Linked DNA regions of Rattus norvegicus: region 1 is linked to region 2. The links are chromatin contacts, called in public Hi-C maps. All regions are on one chromosome and are shown on one strand. The core of a region is the stretch at or near the end of the contact, and the rest is flanking DNA. Distances in the headings are between cores, read along the strand shown.

What was found. Hi-C and Micro-C count contacts between places; a contact is called where the count stands out from the background.
Region 1: a contact with region 2 is called in a Hi-C map of the A7r5 cell line, with 2.8 times the contacts expected there. The contact joins two enhancer-like sites. A contact is called at or near these places in 3 of 12 Hi-C or Micro-C datasets (the A7r5 cell line, the Rat2 cell line and kidney).

The regions. Positions count from the first base shown.
Region 1 is chr20:20,411,524-20,414,882 of GRCr8, forward strand. All of the region lies in intron 4 of Arid5b (AT-rich interaction domain 5B), which reads left to right. Among named protein-coding and RNA genes, the nearest start is that of Arid5b, 110 kb to the left of the region's middle. Within about 2 kb of position 2,013, at least 33 of the 93 cell types and tissues checked have an H3K27ac peak or open chromatin away from gene starts, as enhancers often do. A contact at or near this core is called in the A7r5 cell line, where this site is marked.
Region 2 is chr20:20,234,303-20,237,958 of GRCr8, forward strand. It overlaps LOC102546554 (a long non-coding RNA gene), which reads right to left. Exons shown (of 4, transcript XR_005497640.2): 3 at 2,867-2,922; 4 at 1-1,269. Among named protein-coding and RNA genes, the nearest start is that of Trnaa-agc57, 47 kb to the right of the region's middle. Within about 2 kb of position 1,544, at least 20 of the 93 cell types and tissues checked have an H3K27ac peak or open chromatin away from gene starts, as enhancers often do. A contact at or near this core is called in the A7r5 cell line, where this site is marked.

The sequences.
Region 1 (3,359 bases), core at 763-3,262, 180 kb after region 2:
GTCACTTAGTGCCTGGTCATCTGGGACAGAGGCTCCTCTGTATAAGATCACCCAAGCCAAGGCCTCTTCTCCCGCCTTTGAATCCTATTCCAGCTCATTAACACCTCCACCCCAAGGCTGGTAAAGAAAATAGAGGAAGAAAGAAAAAAAAAAAAAAGACTCACTTCTGTTGCTCTTAACAGTCCTTGCAAAAGGCCAGCTCGGGCTGAGAGAGAAGCCAGTGGAGAGAAGAAAATGTAGGATTTTCTGCTTTCTGTTTTAGGCTCCCTGTCCTTCCCCAGCACAGGTCATCAATATAGGACTTAAAGACATTTGAAGGAACTTGACACTGGAAGGCCTTGCAGACATAATTGTGTATTATGTCTTCCCTTTAAACTCACAGAAGTGGGGTGAGTGCTAGGGCGTTAAATAGCACCCAGCCTCCATATCTGAAGGAAGCTCTCTCTATGGCCAATGCTCCTAATCAGGGGTTCCACACAGCAGGTGACAACTCTTAATTCACCTTCAGACTTAAACCATCTCCATGACAACTCTATGGTATTTCACATCTTCCAGCCATGACCTGGTGACATTCGGCGTTAATGAGATTGGCAGGTTAGGCTGTGACTGTGTTTACCTCTTTGTGTGTTACTAGACTTAGAGTTCACCCACTACCATCCAGAGCCAAGCTTCGCTCTTATCAGGATAGGTGCCTGGTTGACACATCTCCGAACCTATTAGAAGGGACATTCTTCAGTGTTGGCAGTCCTTAACCACCCTTGCTGATATGTATTCCTTATAGCACTCTGGCTATACCACCCTCCCATTTCAGCCCCACTTTTGGACCAACCAGGCAGCTCAGAGATTTGGGGCTTTGTCTTGGAAGCTCCTCCATCAATCAGAATTCCAAATTGACGTCGTTAAGGTCCCCGGAGGTGTTGAGGGTCCCGGGATCCAGCAATTATGGTGAATAAAAACCTTGCAGCTAGGGAGGGTGAATGCCAGAATTCCCAACTACTAACGGTGGAAAAGGGAAGTGGTTTGTGTTAGAGTATGGTCATATTCTCCTGATTAAACCCACTCAAAAAAAAAAAAAAAAGACAACACTGTAATATTTTCCAATGACTGTTTATCATGAATTACGTCAGCCTTCATTTAAGTTGCTATTATTTCTCCTTAATGCTTCTCTGGTGCCTACATAATTTACCACGCTGGCAGCCTTGGGACTATGAAATAAGCTTTCATAGTGTCCGTCGCGGCGTAGGGTTTTTTTTTTCCTTGGGGGGGGGTTGTTGTTGTTAATTATTATAAAACTCCTTTAACTTTTTACAAAGTGACATAAAATATTGTTGAGGTATTTATGGCTCAAACTACTTTTACATGGCTCTATTTTGCTTCTGGCTAGTTCTTAACTAAAGCAATCATTTGTGGTTATTAGAGCTGCCAGAGAAATTATGTCAGAGCCAGTTTAAGAGCATTATTATGTATCATGTATCACATGTCAGTACTTGAGGCTGCCTTTCAAAAAAAAAAAAAACAAAAGCATAATTTTCATTTGTGTTCCTTCATGGATCAGTGATTTATAAGCTAACCGGTGTGCCCATCATTCGTGAGCCTGTCTCAAACCTCCCATCATCCACTTGGAGTCTCTTTCCTGTGGATCTAAAAAAAAAAAAAAAAAAAAAATCTCTCCAAAGCAAATGTTGGCAAAGGTTGAGTTCCAGGCCAAGATTTGTTTCTAGGGAGTCACGGAATTAGCTGGAACTGCTTAATGGCCCGTGGCTAGGCTAGTTCTGAGTCCCTGAGTGTGTGGTTTTTCTGTGTAGATTTCCTAAGCATTGGGACCAATGATTAGGACTTCTGAAGGGTGGGAGGGGGAAACAGTTCCCACTCAGGGATGACCCTGCCTCAGATACTCAAATAGGCTACCCCTGCTTTCTAAAGATGGTTCCTGGGTGAAGGACATTATATGGAGAGAGGCAGAGAACCAGTTTCGTGGTTCTACAAAGCTGCCCTTCCAAGCAAACTTTCTATTAATACGTCGCTCTGCTGAGCTGCAAATACTGCGCATTCCCCTCCTTGCTTATTTAAAGCAAGAGAGGAAGGGCGTGCCAGAGCATTCTACCAGGAACGAAAACACATTAATGACTCATGTGAACAATTACTGATTTTCTTAACCTATAATTTCTTAATTACCGTCAACCAAAATAATTTGCATGATAATATCCTCAAGCCCCTCCTCGCCAGTGGTGTTTCCCAGTTTGAGCTTGGGGATCAAAGAGTCTGTTTGATCAATAATCAGGGAAATTTAACTCCTTCCTTCTGACCAGATCTACAGGATGCTGACTGGGGATATCTTCCGCAATAATCACCTCTGACACAATGGGAAAAAAAAAAAAAAAAAGCTCTCCAGTCAAGTAAACAGTTCTGGAAAGAGCTTGGGGCCATTTTCTTTAGCTTGAATTCAAGGAGGAAATTGTGACTTTTGTGAAACTTGCATAAATTTACATGTATCCTGTCAGAGTTTTAAAATTAGACAACATGCCTGAGTGCCCTGGAAATGAGTCTGCCATCCAGATTTAGAGAGCTTTTAGCTTTTTTAATTAAAGACATTTCACAAGCCAACACCAGAGAGGGAGAGAATTAAGTATTACATAAGAGCACAGCAACCTTGGAGATTTAGTGAGTGAATATTACGGATTTAGAGAAGGAGATAAAAGGTGCGAAGGGAGTGGTTACGGGGAATTTTCTGCAATCCTTTTTTTAACTGTTAAAAAAAAATTTTTTTTTTTCAGAGAAGCGAAAAGGCCAAGCTGCCATTTGCTGCAGGCCTCGTTCTGGAACCGGTTCAAAGCTCACAGAACCGACTGTGGGGTTGTGGTGGTTGTTAATGAGCACTCACGGCAGTGCGCTAGGATCATGGATTTGTTATGAATAGATGTATTCAGATATATTCACATGCGTATATTTGTATATGTATATGAAATTCATGTATACATATATGTGTGCTTGTATATATATACATATATACATATGTGTATGTATATATGTGTGTATACATATGTATGTGTGTATATATACATATATGTGTATGTATATGTGTGTATATATATACATATGTGTGTATATATACACATATGTGTGCGTGTATATATGTGTGTGTATATATGTGTGTATGTATATATACATTATATGTGTATATGTATATATAAATATATGTGTGTGTACATACATATGTATGTGGGTATATATACATATATGTGTATATATACATATGTGTGTATATATGTATATGTATATATATGTGTGTATATACATATGTATGTGTGTATACATACATATATGTGTATATACATACACATATGTGTGTATATATGTGT
Region 2 (3,656 bases), core at 294-2,793:
GTTGCTCATTCTGAAAGGCTAATCCGTAAGCAAAGAACAGAGGATTAAATGAATCTAACTACTCCCCAAACTTGTTCTTTCTTTTTGTTTTTTTTTTTCTCCTTGTTTTTTTTTTTCTCCCTTCGTCTTAACAACTAGGTTATAGCCCTCTGTTAATGGATTCAGTTAATTAAGTATTACTGTGACCTAGTGGCAATTTCTGAAATCCAGAGAATTTTTCCCTCTTTAAGGTCTGCCTCCCCCACAGGGCCGGGTGTAATCTGTTTGCAGAGTCTGTGGATGTCAGCCTTGCTTCCCTTACAAGCTTCGAGAATGTTTTAATAAATTTATCAACCGAAAAATATTACAAACATTTCATTTCCTTTGACTCAGGCAACACAGACACACAGACACACAGACACACACACACACACACACACACACACACACACACACACACACACACACACACCACTGCCTTCGTTGCAAATTCTTGCCAGTATGAATCACCCTAAGTAATATTTGCTTTAACTTTAGTGTGGTTCAACAAACAACTTTTATATGGCTGGACTTCAAAGAGAGGAGAAATGAAGGTTGGAAATAAGATAGGCGTAATCTATTATTAGGCATGAAACACTAAACCACTTTTAGCTATAACTCTAAAAACCTGCATGATCTAGGTTTTTTTAACGTAATGCATATTTATCGTGCCTCCGCTCACACAAGCGTTTATCTCCCCGTGTTTGCGAGAGAAATACTTTCCACTGTAGCGTGGGCCACTACTTGGCTTAATTTTTTCTAATATTTAATTTAGAAGGGGGGGGAAATGGTAATATTATAACAGGATTCTCATGTGTCCCGGCCAAAAATACTTAGTGTTCCTCTTTGAGTAAAATTAATCTGTTACCAGTTCCCTGACCTGCAAGTCAGGTTTCAGTAAAATAGGCATTGAGGGAGGAGGGGAGAGGGAGGGGTAAGCTAGGCTGGGCAGAGAGATAAGATCTCTTTCTTTGATTAAGGGGGGGTGGTGGCTGGGGTGGGGGGGAGCTAAAAAGAATGCCTCAACCCAGCCGTGCCTTCCAAAGGCAGAAAATAAGCTGAGAGTGTATCTCAGAGTGGTAATGGTTGAAGACATTTATTAGCTCCGTCCATAACAACAGTCGCTGCAGGGACAGTAATTGTTAAAATCTGTTCTGCAATTATTTCTTTAATGGCGGGGGTGTGGGGGCGGGGCAGGGGTGGGGGTTCCAGCTCCTCACTTCTCTCCTTCACCCTCCACAAACATTGGCACTGAAAGAAAAAAAAAAAATCTAATGTTATGAAATAAGTCAGATGTCAGGAGAGAGAGCTTGTAGCTCAAGAGAACACGAGACAGCACGGGGAAATGTATGCATGCACAGAAACAAAAACACCATCGGTAACATTTTGTTCTTGATTAAATTTGCGCTCCCTAATACAGTAGATTAAAAATAAGTCCAACTGTTAAACACATTAGTGTTCAGCTATGGTTCTGGTGCCAGAAAAACAGATACTACTCCAGACCCGGCCTCTCTCTGCTAGACTTTAGGAGCCAGGGGAAATCTGACGCCCCTAGAAACCTGAGCCCCAAAGTCCATCTGGGACCCTGCAGTTTGGGGATTCCTTATTTTCGTCTGGTGATGAAATCTCAGAACCATCTTAATATTTTCTCACACTGGGTCAAAACCTCGGCATCTCTCAGCGAGGCTGTAAGAAAATACGGGCTAGGAAAATGGAGGATGAATTGCTAATGGCTGTAGTCAAGACACGCCGGAAGGAATATTAAATTCAGTTGTTCTTTTAAAAAGAATTGTAAGCCATGACCTCGCCCCAACTCCCGAAGAATTTTAAGAGACTGGAGACGGGGTCCCACAGTTCAGAGTGCATAGGTCTCCTGCAGCAGATCCAAATTTGGTTCTCAGCACCCATCAGAAGCCTCCCAACTGCCTGTAACTCCTTCTGAGGGTCCGATGTGCCCTCTTCTGGATGCACAGGTCTCTTCCCTAACACATGCACACAACTACACACACATACATACACATACATACACATACACACACATACATACACAGCATTAAAAACAAAATAAATCTCTTTCATATACAAAAATGACTATTTAATGGGAGCAGAATTTTTTGGAGTGTGTCCTCAGAATTTTGGAGTGTGTGACACTCTAGAGATCATGGCTGACTTGTCTAGCAGATGGTGTTCAGTGAAGTTGGAAAGAGCGTCTGGCCAAATTCATGCTGGGCAGGCCCGACATTGCTGGACATAGAATGTAAACATTGGCTTCCCCAGGTCTGCCCATTGCTGTGGAAGCACATGACCCTTTAAATAAATTCAAAAAGGAAAAACTGGCTTCCAGAGAGATAGCTCGGCAGTTAAGTTAAAAGGACTCAAGTTCATCTACATCGGTGTGTGACCAATCAGCTGTAACTCCAGCTCCAGGGAGACCTGCTACCTCTGGCCTCTGTGGGCACCTGACTTCTTTGTGTGTGTGTGTGTGTGTGTGTGTGTGTGTGTGTGTGTGTGTGTCCCCGTGCACTCACTTGCACGTGTATGTGAACACGCATGTGTGTGTGTGGGTACACACGCTCATGCACAGATAAACATTTAAAACTGTTGTATTTAAAAAAGAAAATTAAACTAGTAGACTGAAATCTAATACATTTTCCAGATAATTACGTTAATATTTTTTTTACCTAAATGGTGCTATTTTTCTCTGCATTTTCTTCCAGCATGTATCTTTTGTAGTAACACAAATTCCAGCTCTCATTCCTCACTCCCTCTTCCCACAGACCCCCCCTTTCCTCTGCCCCACCCCTAACATATTTTTCTGGTCTTTGGTCACTCTAGCTTAATAGGTTACCTGTTGCTGGCACTCCATTTCACCCAGATGTGGTATTTTCTGCTGTGACGTGCTCTCTGGAAGCAGAGGGGGATGGGGCTGTAACATCTGTAAATTTACGAAGTAATAATTTCCCAAAAGCAATGCAGATAGCTTCAGATATTGCCAGGAAGGGAAAAAAAAACAGTTAATTGAAACTATTTGGGGCATGCAGTATTGAACAATGAAACGGTTTCCGAGCAACACATATCTAAATGTGGCTTGCCAAAGACCTGCACACATTTAATTTGTTCTACAAATTTGGTTAACCCAATAAAGTGTAAACATCAAACACTGGCCATAGAGAGCATTAAACATTAACCAACGGAGACCTTAAAGACTTAGGCAGAACATGCAAAAATAAAGATGTGCTGGGTGGCTCTGGGAAATTAGGTTAAGAATCCAAAAGTGAATGTTTGTGGCTGGGTTTAAAAAAAAAAAAATACAGTAAAACTATTTTGAGATTGGTAATCATTTGTCTCCATGGACATGCTATTTTCCCCTTGGGATCATATTTTTAAAATCAGGCAAACATACCAAAGTCAATTTGATTTTCTGATTGTTCTCCGGGATGAAATGTATTACCACACAAATGAACCCTGTAAAAGGGTATTTCGATGGCTGTTCCCAGATCCATTAACCCTGGGATGGAACTGTGCCTTTTTATCCGTGTGTGTGTGTGTGTGTGTGTGTGTGTGTGTGTGTGTGTGTGTGTGTGTGTGTGTGTGTTTATGAATGTTTCACGGTGCTTAGCCTAAAGCTCAAAGCCTGG